Regions from separate parts of the Mus musculus genome. Here all the other regions are linked to region 2. The links are chromatin contacts, called in public promoter capture Hi-C maps. All regions are on one chromosome and are shown on one strand. Each heading gives the region's core, a stretch centred on a gene start, on an enhancer-like site or on the middle of the called end of the contact. The rest is flanking DNA. Distances are from core to core; before and after follow the strand shown.

Region 1 (2,700 bases), core at 126-2,625, 2.9 Mb before region 2:
GCTCTATGGAGTGATAAAGGAGGCCGGCTTCCTCCTCAGGGGGCCCCTGGTGATGGACTGTGTAAACCCGAAGCTGGTGCTTTGGTTCAAGCTAGAAGTTAGCTGAAGGGAGCAGCCTGTCAGGAAGGAGAAGAAGTGCTGACAGGACATACTGAGTGAAGGGGCGAGGGAACAGAAACTTGAAACTGGGTAGTTTCTAAGAAAGGCTGAGTCAAAGAGTCTAGAGAAAGGCTGGGTGGAAGAGCATGGTACCACAACATGGCAGAAATGGGTCTCCTGTTGAATGTCTTCTTACATTCTACCACTTAACACTTCCTTTTACCCAAGGAGGGGCAGGTATTGTTTGCAAGGAAATTCATTGGGCATTTTGTATTTAATTATATATAAAACGAGCTCACTGGATTGAGTTGCCCAATAAATTTTTATACAATTCCTGAGTAGACACTATATATGTATATATATATATATATACATATATATTCCCTTTTAAAATGTACTTTTCTCTCATACAATCCCTTTGACTGCAGTTCCCCCTCCCTCAACTCCTCCCAGTTACCCCCTTCCCCCTCTTCCCCAGCTGCATTGCTCCTCTGTTTTATAACATTTTATAATATATTATTGAAAGATGTTTCACCCACCTGAATGACACATTTGAAGGAATAATGATTCTGTCTATTATTGGGCATTTACTGCATCTGCCTACTTTCCTTGATTTTTGTTGTAGTTAAATGCATGTGATAAAACTATAATCCTAGCCATCTTCAGGGTACAGTGTATATGGCATACAACAATCACTGCTCTTTACCTTCATGGATAATTTTATTTTGCAAATAAACAAACAAATAAGAAGCTAGGTCTATGAAAAGAAAGCTTTCCATACCTCAGCCATGCTTTTACAAGATTTAATTTTCATTAAATTTTAAAGGTCGGGCTACAGTAATGAAGAAGTGACCATGCATAGCAAGCAGGTGAGTATTTATTGTTGAGGCATTTTCTAAGTACTTTGAGCATATTCACTCACATAATTATTAGCAAGCATGCGTTTTGCACATGGGAGAGATGTATTTGTGGAATGGATTTTGGTACCAAGCAAACATTTCCCAGTAAATCTTGTCAATCTAGATGGAGTGTTAGAAATGTTCCTATGGGGCAAAAATCTGACAGTAAGTAGGTTTAAAGAAGTCTTCCTTTTAGCCACTTTTAGACAGGGACACTGAGGGAAGTTGTTTCTAAATGCTCAAGAACATCGGAAGTGACTCAACTCGGTTAAGGTCTTCCAGAAGACTCAGGAAGGGAAGACTTTAAAGTCAGCTTGGGTCTCCGCTCAACCAAGAGCTGGAGGACAAGGGGCGTGGCCTCAAGTGGGCGGGCACCGTTGGGGCGTGGCCTGGAAGCGACAGGGCGTGGCTGTCTGACCGGGGCGGGGCGCCGGCAGCGGGCGCGATGGCGGCTGACGGGGACTGGCAGGATTTCTATGAGTTCCAGGAGCCGGCCGGGAGTGTCCAGGAACAGGAGAACTGTAACGCGAGCCCGGAGGCTGGCGCGGGGGCACACGCGGGCGGCGACAGCTTCCCGGCGCTGGCTTCCAGCCTGGAGGAGAAGCTGAGCCTGTGCTTCCGCCCCACGTCGGAGGCCGAGCCCCCACGGGCGGCCGTGCGGCCCATCACGGAGTGCAGCCTCCTGCAAGGGGACGAGTGAGTGCGGGCCCCGGAGCGGGCGGGCGGGCGGGAGCGGCCCCAACCTCGCCCTGCCCCCGCCGCAGCCGGGAGTCCCCACAGGCCCCGCCCCGCGCCCTCCTTCTTCCTCGGTCGCTCTGAGCCCCGCCCCGGGGCTGCCGGCCTGGCCCTGGAGTTTAAATGCCCGCTGTTGCCCTGCCTTCCTTCCCCTTGAACCCTCCTGCAGACCCCTGTGTGCTTCCTTGTGGAGACCCTGCCTCCTGGGGCACGTGTGGCTCAGTTCATTCATTCAACTCGCTTTTCTTAAAGCCCCTGTCATGGGGCCTGGCACTGGGGATGCCGAAGTGGGCATTGCTCCTCTCAAGTAGGACACAAAGTGGGATGGGACATAGGTTGGTTAAGCACATGTTTTCCGAGTGTAATGAGTACTTTGATAGGTATTTGTACCGGATACGGGAGATTTCAAAGGGGATGTCCGAATGAAGACTTTATAGCCGCTAACTGAATCCTTGATGGAGATCTGGGAGTTAGGCAGAGTGCAGAGGTGTGAGTTACCATTGAAGTTATAGAAGTCTCTTGGGCCCACAAGAACAAACTGTCACAGAGGCAAAAAGTAAATGGTAGCCCTTACTAATGATATCTAATAGTGTATCCAGAAGACCAGTGCACAGCAGCAATGGCTCCCGTTTTCTCTGTGATTAGCTTCAGTGTGATGACATTCACAGGGGTTGATGAAAGCGCTTTATTCAGACACTTTTAAACCCAATTATTGTTTGTTTACACGAGAGTTGTAATTATGTACCGCATCTTTTCGTGAAAATCTAGCCAAAAGAATGGTGCGAGCCAGTGAGCTCGAGTGTTTTGTTTGCAGGGTGAGTGGAGACCCTAAGAGTACTGGCCCTCTTGGAAGGTGATGGGTAGGACCCGTTTCCAGAACATTGGGAACACAATGGTGGCCGGAGACACTACATGTTAGTGAGGAGAATTGAAACAACAGCATTTTTTATTACATCTTAATAATTTT
Region 2 (2,700 bases), core at 135-2,634:
GTGATGTGGAGAGAACTTAGCTGTTATCTGATGACACTTGTGGCTTTGAGTAGGCAGAAGCTAATTTGGATGTTTACACATCCCAAAAGTTTTACCTGATAGCCAAAATGAGGTTAGGTCACACAGGATGGGCCAGGGTGGGCTCTTAAGGGGACTAATGACAGTCTGACAGAACCTTGGCTCTGGATTTGCAACTTTTCCCAATCAGGAAATTAGAATCAATGAATACACCTTGAAGAATATTTAACTTTAGGGGAGCTTTCTTGGAGAAGCCAGGTCGCTCATGGGTCAAGAGGATAGTCACTAGAACAGTTAGTGCATAACCTTCTCCCAACCCATGTTACACAAAATAAATAACTAAACCATGAATTACTACTGACAGAGAATGCTTATCCATTAGACATGAAAGTGGAAACTACAAAATAAAACGTAAGAATAAGTTTAAAACCAAATGACTACACAATATAACAACATGGCAATTCATAGATAAATATGATTTTCTAACTACATCATCTCTTTGAAAACGATTTCCTCCTTATTCAACAGTTCTTTCATAATAGAAAGCTACACCCAAGCATGGGTGGCCAAAAGTAATGACAACACTGAGCATGGTAGCAGATGCCTTTAATCTCAGCACTGGGAAGGCAAAGGTAGGTGGAGCTCTGTGAGTTCACAGCCAGCCTGGTCTGCATAGTGAGTTCCAGGCCATCCATGGCTCTATAAAACCCTGTATTAAAAAAAAAAAAAAAAAAGTCAACGGAGACAAAAAGTTGATCCATTGTCTAAACTGCATGTAATCAAATATACCCTATTGTATTCGATATGGAGTTATGCCCTTTCCCGTTAAAACAAAATGCGTGGTGTCTGGGGCAGACTCAAGAGGACAGGGACAAAAAAAAAAAAAAAAACTTTCCCTGGAGAAACTTTCTGAAGCATCCATACTGAGGAAAGCCACTTCTCTAACCGTGGACTCCAGAGGCTACACTGAAGAAAAATCAAATGGCATTTTCCTGGCTTTCATTGTTTTTGACCCGTCTAACCCCGCCCTGGGCTGTGGCTGGGAACGCACAAATTTGCCCTTCTGTGGTGACTCGCAGGTGAAAGGAGGACACGCATCTTCAATACCACAGCTGTCACTCTACAATCCCAGGCTGGATCCTGCTTCTGCTCCTCCCGCGCCTGCCTCGCCCCAAGCTGTGCACATGCGCATTCCAAGAGCTCCGCGCCCCCTGGCTGAGTCTCTGAGTCTCCCAGCCTCGGTGCCACGCCACCTGCCTTCCTGCCCTTCTTAGGGCAGCTAGCTTCACTACCCCATACTGGGCACGCGCACACCCGGCCATTTTTTTTTCCTCGGCCGGTGAGGTGGGGGCAGTGGGCGGAACCAAACTGCTTGCGCACGCTCGGGGCATGCGCAATACGGGGACTGAGGCGCCAGCTGTCGACTTGGAAGTTCCGGGGAAGGAGCGCATGCGCTAGGGTACGCGTTGCCGGCGAGAGGGCAGCCTGACGACTCGGAAATTTGAATACCACAGTAGCATGGAGTGTGACCTCATGGAGACTGACATCTTGGAGTCGTTGGAAGATCTAGGGTAAGACGGCGGGGGCATGAGTTTCTGAAAGTCCACTCTGCTAGAGCCCCGGCAACTCCTCGGGCGCCCGGTCGGAGCCACCTGCCTTGCCACTCCGCACCCGACTCCCGCCGGAGCTTCCCGCTGCTGGCCCAGGGACCCCCGGTGCCACGTCCACACCTACCCTGCCCACTGGGCTCCGACGGCCCTCGTCCTCCCCGGTGCTCCCCTACAGCCCAGCTACCCGCAGCGTGTCTCAGTCATGCGTGTCATTGTCTGGGCTCCGGTTCTCACCACCCCCCCACTCCCCAAGCTTTCTCTTCTTGCCTCCCGTCCTCCCACCCTACCCCCACTTTATGGTTTGCCAAAGTTGTATCTGCTTTCCTACTTGGCCCCAAGATTCCCTACTTCTTTCTTGAGCTTCTACCCCCCACCCTACTTCTCTGTCTCTCTCTCTCTCAAAAAAAAAAAAAAATCATCTTTGCTCAGTCATCTCTGCATGCACCTAGGCTTCCCAAAGCGCACGTCTGGGCGATGCAGCCGGCTGCTCTCAAGCCCGCTCAGCTGTGCACCTAACCTTTCAACCACCTGCTTTGGAAATGACAGTCAGTGACTTCAGACCTCCAGCACAGCCTCGCTGAACTCCAGCATTCCAGGGTCATCCTCACCCACCAAGAATCAGCATATTTGCATCTTGACTCTCAGTCATAGTCTTCAGTGTTTAGGAATTTGGAAATAAGGCTTATTTATCTTGTTTGGTCACCCAGATCAAGGTGCTTAAACTTGAGAACCTAGAGGCTCTTAGGCAAAAAAAAAAAAAAAAAAAAAAAAAAAAAAAAAAAAAAAAAGCCCTGCATGATTAAGTATTTGCCTGCGAATAACTATTTCAGGATAAAATCAGCGTAGAAGAAATGACGCACCGAGGTCCTCCTGCCTCTGGCACCTGAGAGCTATGATTAAAGGAGTGAGCCCCCATGCCCTGCCGATTGTTGTATTTTTAACTATAATCCTTAATCAAAGCTTAACTTTAGGCTTTTCCATGCCATGGAAATTCTTAAGGGACACCTTTCTTTAGGGAAGGACACCTTTGAGGTAGCCAAAGCGCAACCCATGTGACTAGCTTGGTGTCCTA
Region 3 (2,700 bases), core at 151-2,650, 2.6 Mb after region 2:
TAGGGTTAGAAGCTAGACTTTAACAATTTCCTCCCTAGTCTGGAAAAGCTGCCTCCAATCCCTGAAAGAAGAGAGTCAATAGCATTACAGGGTTAAGACCAGGGTCGTCGTCTCCTGTAGCGGCGTCTGTTCCTTTTTGGAACTGTGGCGCGGGCCCAAAAAGTTAAACTGAGAAACACGAACTTTCAGAGTTCCTGGGCTAAGCAGAATAGCGCCGCTCTCCCCGGGTTCAGACCTTGCATTGGACCCGGGTCTGGCTCTCCAAGGCTGGCACCTGCGAGCGCGCTCCAGGACCACGGGTGCTCGCCTCCCTGTAGCGCCCCTCCTCTACACCACAGCAGGAAGGAAGAAGCAGCTGGCGCGCACGTCCCAGCAGCTAGGGGCCTGTCCCCCATCCTTCTCGGCTCTGATCCTCCACACCCGATCTTCCCCGGCTGCAGGCAAATCTCTGCAGCCCCCGACTCAGCAGTGGCCGGCTTCTTCCAATCTGGCACTGGGAGAGCTTGCTCCTTCCTAGCCCCGGCCCTCCACAAAGGCGCGTTGGATTTAAGGGACAACGGAGAGGGCAGGGGTTGTGAGGGTGTAGTTTGCACCCTGATGCTTGTGGCTTGTTTGTGCGGAGAGCGTCTCCCCAGCATCCTCCCTCCCCCAGAAGCTCTGCAAACCCAGCGGCTGCACCAGCTCGGCCCCTCTGCAGCCATCCTCGACGCCGAGACTTGCGTGCAAACAAAAAGGAGAAGGGGAGGGGCCCGGGAAACCGGAGCCCCCTGCACCAAGCAGGACTCATCTCCTGTGGCCCTCAGCGGACAGGGTTTCCTTAGGGGGCTTCAGGTGGGACCCCAGGTTCTCCCCACCCAACGCCACCATATCCACGCCCTCTGGCCGCCACTTAAGTGAAGGTTCCGAGTTCACTTCCTTTGTCTGGATGCTCTCAGCACCGCCTCCCCCAACCTCCAGCTTTGCAACCTTGACGTCGACTCCTGCAGGGGCTGAGGCTGGCGGGTTAACCCGCACTGGGTGTCCGTGCCACTCTCCGGCCTCGTACCCGGAGCCGGCACTAGGAGGCTGCCGGGCTGCGCAGCCACCCGGGTTAAACTGGCGGCCGCCAAAGGCGCAGGATACTCACCAGTGAATGGGGAAATATACAGACATGAAGTCCTAGGGGAGGCTGACCCACGCCCTTGTGATTAAGAAAAACAAAACAAAACAAAACAAACAAACAAACAAAAAAAAACCAGTCACTGAGTCCTGAATGAGATTGGCAGGGGCGCAGAGGAGAGCAGCGGGCAGCCGAGAGCGGGTACTGGGCTAGCGCCGGTCCGCCTTCCGGAGACAGCCTCGCTGCCAACGGCGTAGGCAGTGCAGACCAAGCTCTCCGCTCTCCACCGATCTCCGGGTCCCACAAAGAGCCCGGGAAGCAGCATTTATAAGGGAGGGGCGGGGCTTGTCGGCGAGCGGCCCCGCCTCTCCTCGCCCACTCTTAGAATAACGTCACCAAAATCATGAATGGCTTCAGCGCTCATAGCTCCCGCGGGCGGCGGCGGGGACCAGCCGGGCTCTGCACCCTGCCTGAGCTGGCTCCCAGCAGCTACGAGCCCGCCCCCCTCCCCACCGTTGACACACACGCGTGTTCCCGAGCTGGAGTTCAATGTCAACGCAGCTTCCTGACCATAAATCCGCAGCGTCCGCAGCCCCCTCTCTGAACACAGGGACTCTAAGGGCTACGGGGATGGGTGGGCGTGAGGAAGGAATGGGGGCCCACGCGGGAAGAGACAGATCGCCGGGGGAGGGCGCCATTCTTCCATCCGAGCGCCCGCTGTCGGGTTCTCTGTGACTTCCACATCTCAGGACCCTTCACTGGTCATCCATGCAAAGTAGGCCTCTCTTGGACATTATCGCCTGTGGCATCCCGATCGTGGCGGGGCCGGGGGAAAAAGGAAAAGATGGGAAAGAAGGCTGCACAGCTGCGGGGCTGGAGGCACCCATGCCGGAGGGGGCATTGTTGGCTTTCTAAAAGTCTGCGGTCCTGGAGTCCATGGAGGGTTCTGTTTGTGGGAGAAAGGATGTGGTGTCTTACTAGGGTTTTTCCGTTGCGCGAGCGCGCTTGCGTGTGCACACACACACACACACACACACACACAGAGTAGCATATACGGTTTGCATTGGGAGTAGAGGGTGAGGAGAACGAGCGGAATACAAGTACACCCGGCTAGCCTTAGCTCCCAGAGCCCATCTGATAGAAAACACAGAGTTGAGAGACTGACTCCTTCATAGCCCAGGAATTGCAGTTCCGGTGTCTATCTTGGAGACTAAACTGCTGTGCAGCCCCTACAGCCAGGAAGAACGGAGTCTGACTCAGTACCCAGCGCTGCCCCGCTGTGGCCTCTGTTTCAATTACTCTTGTAAAACAGCTTCCTAACCTTGACCTATGTGCATAAAGGGACTGGGGAAAGGGAGAGCCGTGGTCGAAAACTAAACACAATTAAATGTGATTTAAAATAAGTCTGCACCCTGAAAGAAAAGCGTACTGGTTATATCCAGCAAAAAGCTGCTGGCATCAAGAGACGAGTTTTCAGTAGCAGGGGCCACGCGGATGTTGAGAAAGAGGACCTCATAATTTTCAGCATCTACTCTTTCTAAGAGCAACTTTGCAATAACTGCTTTCCCAACTATGCGTACCTATATACATCCTGAGTAAAA
Region 4 (2,700 bases), core at 34-2,533, 2.6 Mb before region 2:
AATAGTAAGAGTCACATAGGGAGTGCAGGCTGGAGCACAGGTCTACTCCGCTATCAGAAGCCGGCTGCGCGGACTGCGTACGCCCTCGGTGCCACACTGCGCTATGCGGGCAGGGCAGCAGGGGCGGACTCCCCGAGGGACTTGTGCGTGCCAGACTCCGCAGTGTGCCCCCGCACAGGGCACCCCTGCCTGGGGCGAGAAAGGCCACCCAGTGTAAGCCCTAATCACCGCACCTGTGTGTGTCTATGCGTGTTCGGAGCTCACCCACGCAACCCAACCTCGCCCGCCCCTGGGCAGGCATCTAGGGCACCCTCCAGGGGACAGCGACCGTCCCTCCTCCCCGGGAACCCTCTCTCCTCTGGGAAAAGTCTCAAGCAAACTTTGTTCCGCGCCCGCCAGGTGGGAGGGGGCGCGCAGCAGGGCAGCCGTACCTTCGCAGACGCCCACTTCGTACTCGGTGATGGAGTCGCCATTGAGCGGGGGGCGGATGACACAGCGCAGCCCCCGGTCGCAGGCTCCATGGAGCCCATAGGCTCCACCGCAGCTCTCGTTCCTCTGGCGGGCGCACATGTAGCAGCAGCCGCAGACGCCCTGCACGATGCTTCCTGGGCAGCTCCGAGGCTCCTCGCACTTGGACTCGTCACAGGGCAGGCAGACCAGCGCCCGGGTGCCTGAGCGCGCCAGCAGCAGCAGCAGCCCCAGCAGCGAGACCGAGAGGTGCCCGCAGCCGGCCAGCCCCCTGCCCCCCGCCACCAAGTACATCCTCCTGCGCCGCCGCCTCCTCCTCGCAGTCGGGCCGGGAGCGGGGCGGGCGCCCTCCCCTGCGCGGGGCACACGCGCCGCCGCCGCACCCGCAGCCCGCGGTCCTCGTGCCCCACTAGGGGCCCCCGGGGCGCTCCTCCCCTCGCGGGGCGAGGCCCCCGCCGCCCCTGCGGGCCGCGCCGACCCGGAGCCCACGAGCGTTGGCGCCAGCGGCAGCGGTGGCGGGTGGCTTCCCCTCCTCCTCCTTCTCCTCCCGGGCGGGAGGGGGAAAAGAGGAAAAAAAGTTTCCTCTCGGCAGCTCCGGTTCAACCCAAACTTCTGGCGGCGGCGGTGGCTGCGCACCGCTCCGAAGAAGGGCTGGTGGCTCCTTCTGGTCCTCCGCGCTGCTCCTGATTGCCGGGGAAAGACGACGGCAGCGCAGCCTCCGGGCCGGTCCCCGCCTCCCGAGCCGCCGAGTGGGCGCGGTGGCTCAGCAGAAGGTCCGTGGCGTCCGTTCCTTGTGCCCGGCTCGGCTCTCTCCCGCGCCGCTCCTCCGGGCGCTTGTTTATGGCTGGAGCCTCCGCCGCTCCGGCTGCGCCCTCCCCCATCCTACCTCATTCCCCCCCCCGCCCTCCCCGCGCCGCGCGCTGCTCATTGGCTGCCCCCCCACCCTCGGGCCGGCCGGCCCCCTCCCCTCCCCCTCGCCTCCCTCCGGGGCTGCCCCGGCCCTTCCTCCCTCCACGCCTCCTCCTCCTCCCCCTCTCCTTCCTCCGCAGCCCGGCACCGAGTCGGCCCTGCTGCCGATCATCCGGGCTCGGGGCCCGGCCCCGCGAGCGCGCTGCGGCCGGGGATCTGAGACAGTCGTAGCGACGCGAGCCCCCGCCGGCACCGGGCCACGAGGGCTAGCTTTGGAGCACCGGGGGCGGGACGGCTGCACCTCCGGGTGGTAGTTTTGAGTTCAGAGAGTGGCGGGGATCCTAGCCGGAGCTGTTGCTGCAGCCTAGGCTGGGCACTGGCCGGATCGAACCCCAGGAAAGGGAAGCGAACGCGTGGAATTTCCGCAAACTGGACGAGAATCCATCTTCCACTCGAGCTGGGAATAGACTTTGTAAAAGATATTATGTAATGGAGTCTTGGAAACCTGGAGACATCTCCAGGGAAACTGCTGGTGGGGTTGAATGCTTTAAATGGTCTAGGTAAATATTCTGAGCTGGGACAATGTTGGGGAGGGCTGCAGCTTGAATTTTAATGATCCACCTTCTGTATGTCTGTGTGGAGGTGCTGTATCATGGGAGGGGTGACTGGAAAGTAACAGAGCTTAATCCTCTCTGGAGTAAGGCTCAACACTAGATTACAAGTCTTGACATGACGCTAGGCTGGAAGAGCCTAGGCATCCTTACATGCCACCTGACTGTGCCGTTTTGTTTTGTTTTTTCAGGCTCGCGAGCTAAAGAGGCGTGTTTCCCTTTTCTTCCTCCCATTTTTCTTTCCTAAAAGATTTATCACGAATGTATTAATAAAGAAGATGGGTGGTAATATATTCTTTGTGGCGAGACATGAAACAACTGGAGAGGAGCTGTGCACATGTGGAGGATTTCTCCTCAATGATTTCAGAGATTCTCCCAGTGATAGCTCTGATCCCTCATCAGGAGAGAACCAGTGGCCCCGTCGATGTTTTCTCCGTGCCCCCTTACAGGAGTATAAATAAAACAGCCCAAGGAGGGAGGGGGGAGTGATTTGAATCATTATGTAAAACCCGCCTGGTGTTGGAGCAGGTGTGAAGTGGGCTTGGCTGCCTGTGCATGGTCTTGCTGCAGATAGGTGGCAGCTAGTTAGATCAGGAGCATCATGACTAATGAGCCAAAAGTTAATGGCACCAGTACAAGGAGAAAGGACACAAAGATGCCTTTGGAATTTTGTTTGTGGGACAGATTCATATTTCTGCAGAATATTATGGTT
Region 5 (2,700 bases), core at 33-2,532, 2.7 Mb after region 2:
CCACCAGAAATAAAAATCCTCAAGATTTCCAAGAGGGCTCTGGAAACAGAAACAAAAAGTTTAAAAATAAAAAATAAATGAGTCGCACACCTTTCCTTCCTGTCACTCCAAAAGGAGATCAGTCTGGCGTCCGGATGAAACAGACCTGGGTACTACTGCGGCTTCCCACTCCCGCTGGCAACACTCAGGCTTCCTACCAACCTGCACAGCAGCGTGGAGTAACGGGGTGTGCAGGAGCGTGCCCACCGCAGCCAGCAGGAAAGAGCCTCCCGGTCCGCTCCCCGAGCAGCACCGGGGTCTGCGCCAAGCCGACCGCCCGCAGCCGGCCCAGCTGATCGCGCCCACGTGACTCCCTCCAGCCAATCGCCCGGCGCAAGGCGGAGCGCGCGGCGGCGGCGGCGGGGCCTCCTCGGCACAACAAACACAGGCGGAACAGCTGGGCAGGCGCGGGCGACCGGGCGCTCGGCACCCGCAGGCTACCGGGCAGTGTTCCCCACGCCCAGGGTCCAGAGGGCAGCGTGATAGGGGCTAGCACCGACGAGGCGGGCACGGCCCACAGCCCAGACACCCGAGCACGAGTCGAGCCTCCGGAGCGGCGGGGCGGGCGGGGTGCGAGCGCGGCCCTGGAGCGCGGGCCCGCGGGCCGGCCCCGAATCGGAGCCCGGGCGCGCCCCCGACGCTGCGGCGGGGACGGCGGCTGTGGGGGCGGGGCGGCCTAGGAAGTGGGGGTGTCACGGAGAGAGCTGTCTGCGGACCGGCGGCCCAGGCGACAGGCGCCGAGGGCGGCGGGCGGGCGGGGGCCGCGGGTCGCTAAGGGGGTCGCGGCTGTTGTGGGCTCGCGGAGCGCTCCGCTGCGCGGCGGGGGCGGGTCGGCGGCGGCCGCCGCGCCACAGCCTCACAAAGAAGGACCGCCCGGCCCGGCCCCGCGGCCCCACGGCCCCACAGTCCTGAGAATTGCCCTGGTGGCCCGGCCAGGACCCTGGACGAGTGGAGAAGGGGAAGAGGCACTTCCTGCCTGGGCCCCCGCCCCGGGCCGCTCCCCGAAGGCTTCGAAGCCGCCGGCCCAAGGGCTTCGAGCCCCAGCCGACTCCGATCCCGGCGCCCACCGCCGTACTCACCGGCGTGCTGGGAATCGGCGCTGCCAGCAGCTCTTCGCTCCTCAGCTGGGTCGAAGCCCACCTCGGCCTCCCAAGTCTTCAGGTTTAGTCAGGCCTTGGCCCCGCCTCTCCTCGGTCGGGCCTCGGCGTCAATCACCGGGCGTGGCCCCGCCCTCCCTTCAGGCGGCTCTCCCGGTTGGCCCGCAGCGCCCTTCATTTCTAGGCTCCGCCCCTCTCCCTGGCACTCTGCCCCTTCCGCCGGGCCCCGCCCCTTCTCGGGCTCGCCCTCCCCCCACCCTTGCCCGCTTACACTCCGCCGCCCACCCCACCCCGAAGCCGCAGCGGATGGGCGGACTCCTCGCCGCTCGCCCCGCCTCTAATTCGACACCTTGCATCCTTACGGCCAATCAAGGAGGCTAAGTCTGCCTCCTCGGCCGAGGCGGCCAATGTAGTGAGAGTGAGGACCCGCCCCCCACTCCCAGCTGAGCGCACACAACACAGCATCCACGTGAGTCAGCTTCTTAAAGGAGACGCCTCAGCCTTGGTAATTGCGGCAGCTGGGACTCATTGCCCGTCATCGGCGTCACCTGCTGGCGGCTGAGGCCATAGCTTCCTGATAGCCAAGGAAGCCTAGAAGAAGCGAAAACAAGAGGCTGTTTTCTAGTCAACGCTGGTATTGAGGTTAAAGGGCTACCTAGGTTGAAATGCCCGTTTTACCATCCCATCAGGCCACTTTCTCTTGGCTTACACGAATTGCCTTAAACAAATCCCGAACTCTTTGTGTCTCGGTATATAGGAATTCATTGTAAACAAGGTTTTTTTCAGCGTGCTTGGTTCTATTTACAAACTTTCCAAGTTTTCTCTTCTCTTCCCTCTCTCTGTTTCTGTCTCTATCTCTTTGTTTTTCGAAACAGGGTTTCTGGACAGCCTGGAACTCACTCTGTAGACCAGGCTGGCCTCGAACTCAGAAATTCGCCTGCCTCTGCCTCCCAAGTGCTGGGCTTAAAGGCGTGTGCCACCACGCCCGGCCCAAGTTTTCTCTTGACCGTTGAAGTAATTCTCAAAAACTTAAGTCTTTTATGTGGAGATCAACTGTCTTGTTGAAAAAGACAGCTGTCCCCTTAGCCCTCCCTCACCATGTTTAAGATAAGTTGGAAAATTTTTGCCATTCCGTTGGCTTTCCCAGGTAATTAAATCTCTGTTGGCTGTCCATAAAGATGACAGAAATACCTCAAAATATTTCATGTATTAAATAAACATAAAATATATAAATTATACACATATATATATACTAGCACTTGAAATTTGTAGCATAGAATATGTGTTCTGACAAAACCCTGATACTTAACCCTAAATCCTTCAGTACTTTTCATTCATTTATAAAATAAAGAGTTACTGTGGCCTGGTTTTGTAGAACATGCCTTTAGTCTAGAGTGAGTTTCAGGACAACCAAAGCTACATAGTGTCTCGAGAAAACAAAACAAAACAAAAAGCTACTCTGACCATCAAAGATAAAAGACTATGTTTAGATTAAAGAGAATTTTGCTGGAGGAAAAAAAGCATTTTGGGGTATATTGGGAGATTCTTATAATCCCTTTATTTT

What was found. Promoter capture Hi-C pulls out the DNA fragments that hold promoters and counts their contacts.
Region 1: a contact with region 2 is called in a promoter capture Hi-C map of pre-B cells, with 12 times the contacts expected there. The contact joins the promoter of Fez2 here to the promoter of Fam98a in region 2. A contact is called at or near these places in 12 of 39 promoter capture datasets (the 3T3-L1 cell line, 3T3-L1-derived adipocytes, the C10 cell line and 8 more), 2 of 484 Hi-C or Micro-C datasets (CD4 T cells and regulatory T cells), 5 of 115 datasets of contacts at active chromatin or transcription factors (astrocytes, cardiomyocytes, embryonic forebrain and 2 more) and 2 of 9 other capture datasets (adipose tissue and embryonic stem cells).
Region 3: a contact with region 2 is called in a promoter capture Hi-C map of liver, with 5 times the contacts expected there. The contact joins the promoter of Lbh here to the promoter of Fam98a in region 2. A contact is called at or near these places in 2 of 39 promoter capture datasets (liver and pre-B cells).
Region 4: a promoter capture Hi-C map of hippocampal neurons shows a contact between it and region 2, with 22 times the contacts expected there. The contact joins the promoter of Crim1 here to the promoter of Fam98a in region 2. A contact is called at or near these places in 7 of 39 promoter capture datasets (the 3T3-L1 cell line, cranial neural crest, embryonic stem cells and 4 more), 2 of 484 Hi-C or Micro-C datasets (muscle stem cells and rod photoreceptor), 6 of 115 datasets of contacts at active chromatin or transcription factors (astrocytes, differentiating embryonic stem cells, embryonic stem cells and 3 more) and 2 of 9 other capture datasets (adipose tissue and liver).
Region 5: a contact with region 2 is called in a promoter capture Hi-C map of liver, with 8 times the contacts expected there. The contact joins the promoter of Ypel5 here to the promoter of Fam98a in region 2. A contact is called at or near these places in 3 of 39 promoter capture datasets (liver and pre-B cells), 1 of 484 Hi-C or Micro-C datasets (uterus) and 2 of 9 other capture datasets (adipose tissue and liver).

Annotation. Positions count from the first base shown.
Region 1 is chr17:78,416,827-78,419,526 of GRCm38.p6, reverse strand. Fez2 (fasciculation and elongation protein zeta 2 (zygin II)) reads left to right here and starts at 1,375. Exons shown (of 8, transcript NM_199448.3): 1 at 1,375-1,694. The coding sequence starts at 1,444.
Region 2 is chr17:75,550,630-75,553,329 of GRCm38.p6, reverse strand. It overlaps Fam98a (family with sequence similarity 98, member A), which reads left to right and starts at 1,384. Exons shown (of 8, transcript NM_133747.2): 1 at 1,384-1,589. The coding sequence starts at 1,537.
Region 3 is chr17:72,917,005-72,919,704 of GRCm38.p6, reverse strand. It overlaps Lbh (limb-bud and heart), which reads right to left and starts at 1,400. Exons shown (of 3, transcript NM_029999.4): 1 at 1,127-1,400. The coding sequence starts at 1,152. It overlaps Gm30375 (predicted gene, 30375), which reads left to right and starts at 1,550. Exons shown (of 2, transcript NR_168598.1): 1 at 1,550-2,700.
Region 4 is chr17:78,198,831-78,201,530 of GRCm38.p6, reverse strand. Crim1 (cysteine rich transmembrane BMP regulator 1 (chordin like)) reads right to left here and starts at 1,283. Exons shown (of 17, transcript NM_015800.3): 1 at 432-1,283. The coding sequence starts at 762. It overlaps Gm32282 (predicted gene, 32282), which reads left to right and starts at 1,506. Exons shown (of 2, transcript NR_168063.1): 1 at 1,506-1,937; 2 at 2,180-2,281.
Region 5 is chr17:72,835,210-72,837,909 of GRCm38.p6, reverse strand. It overlaps Ypel5 (yippee like 5), which reads right to left and starts at 1,282. Exons shown (of 3, transcript NM_027166.6): 1 at 1,119-1,282.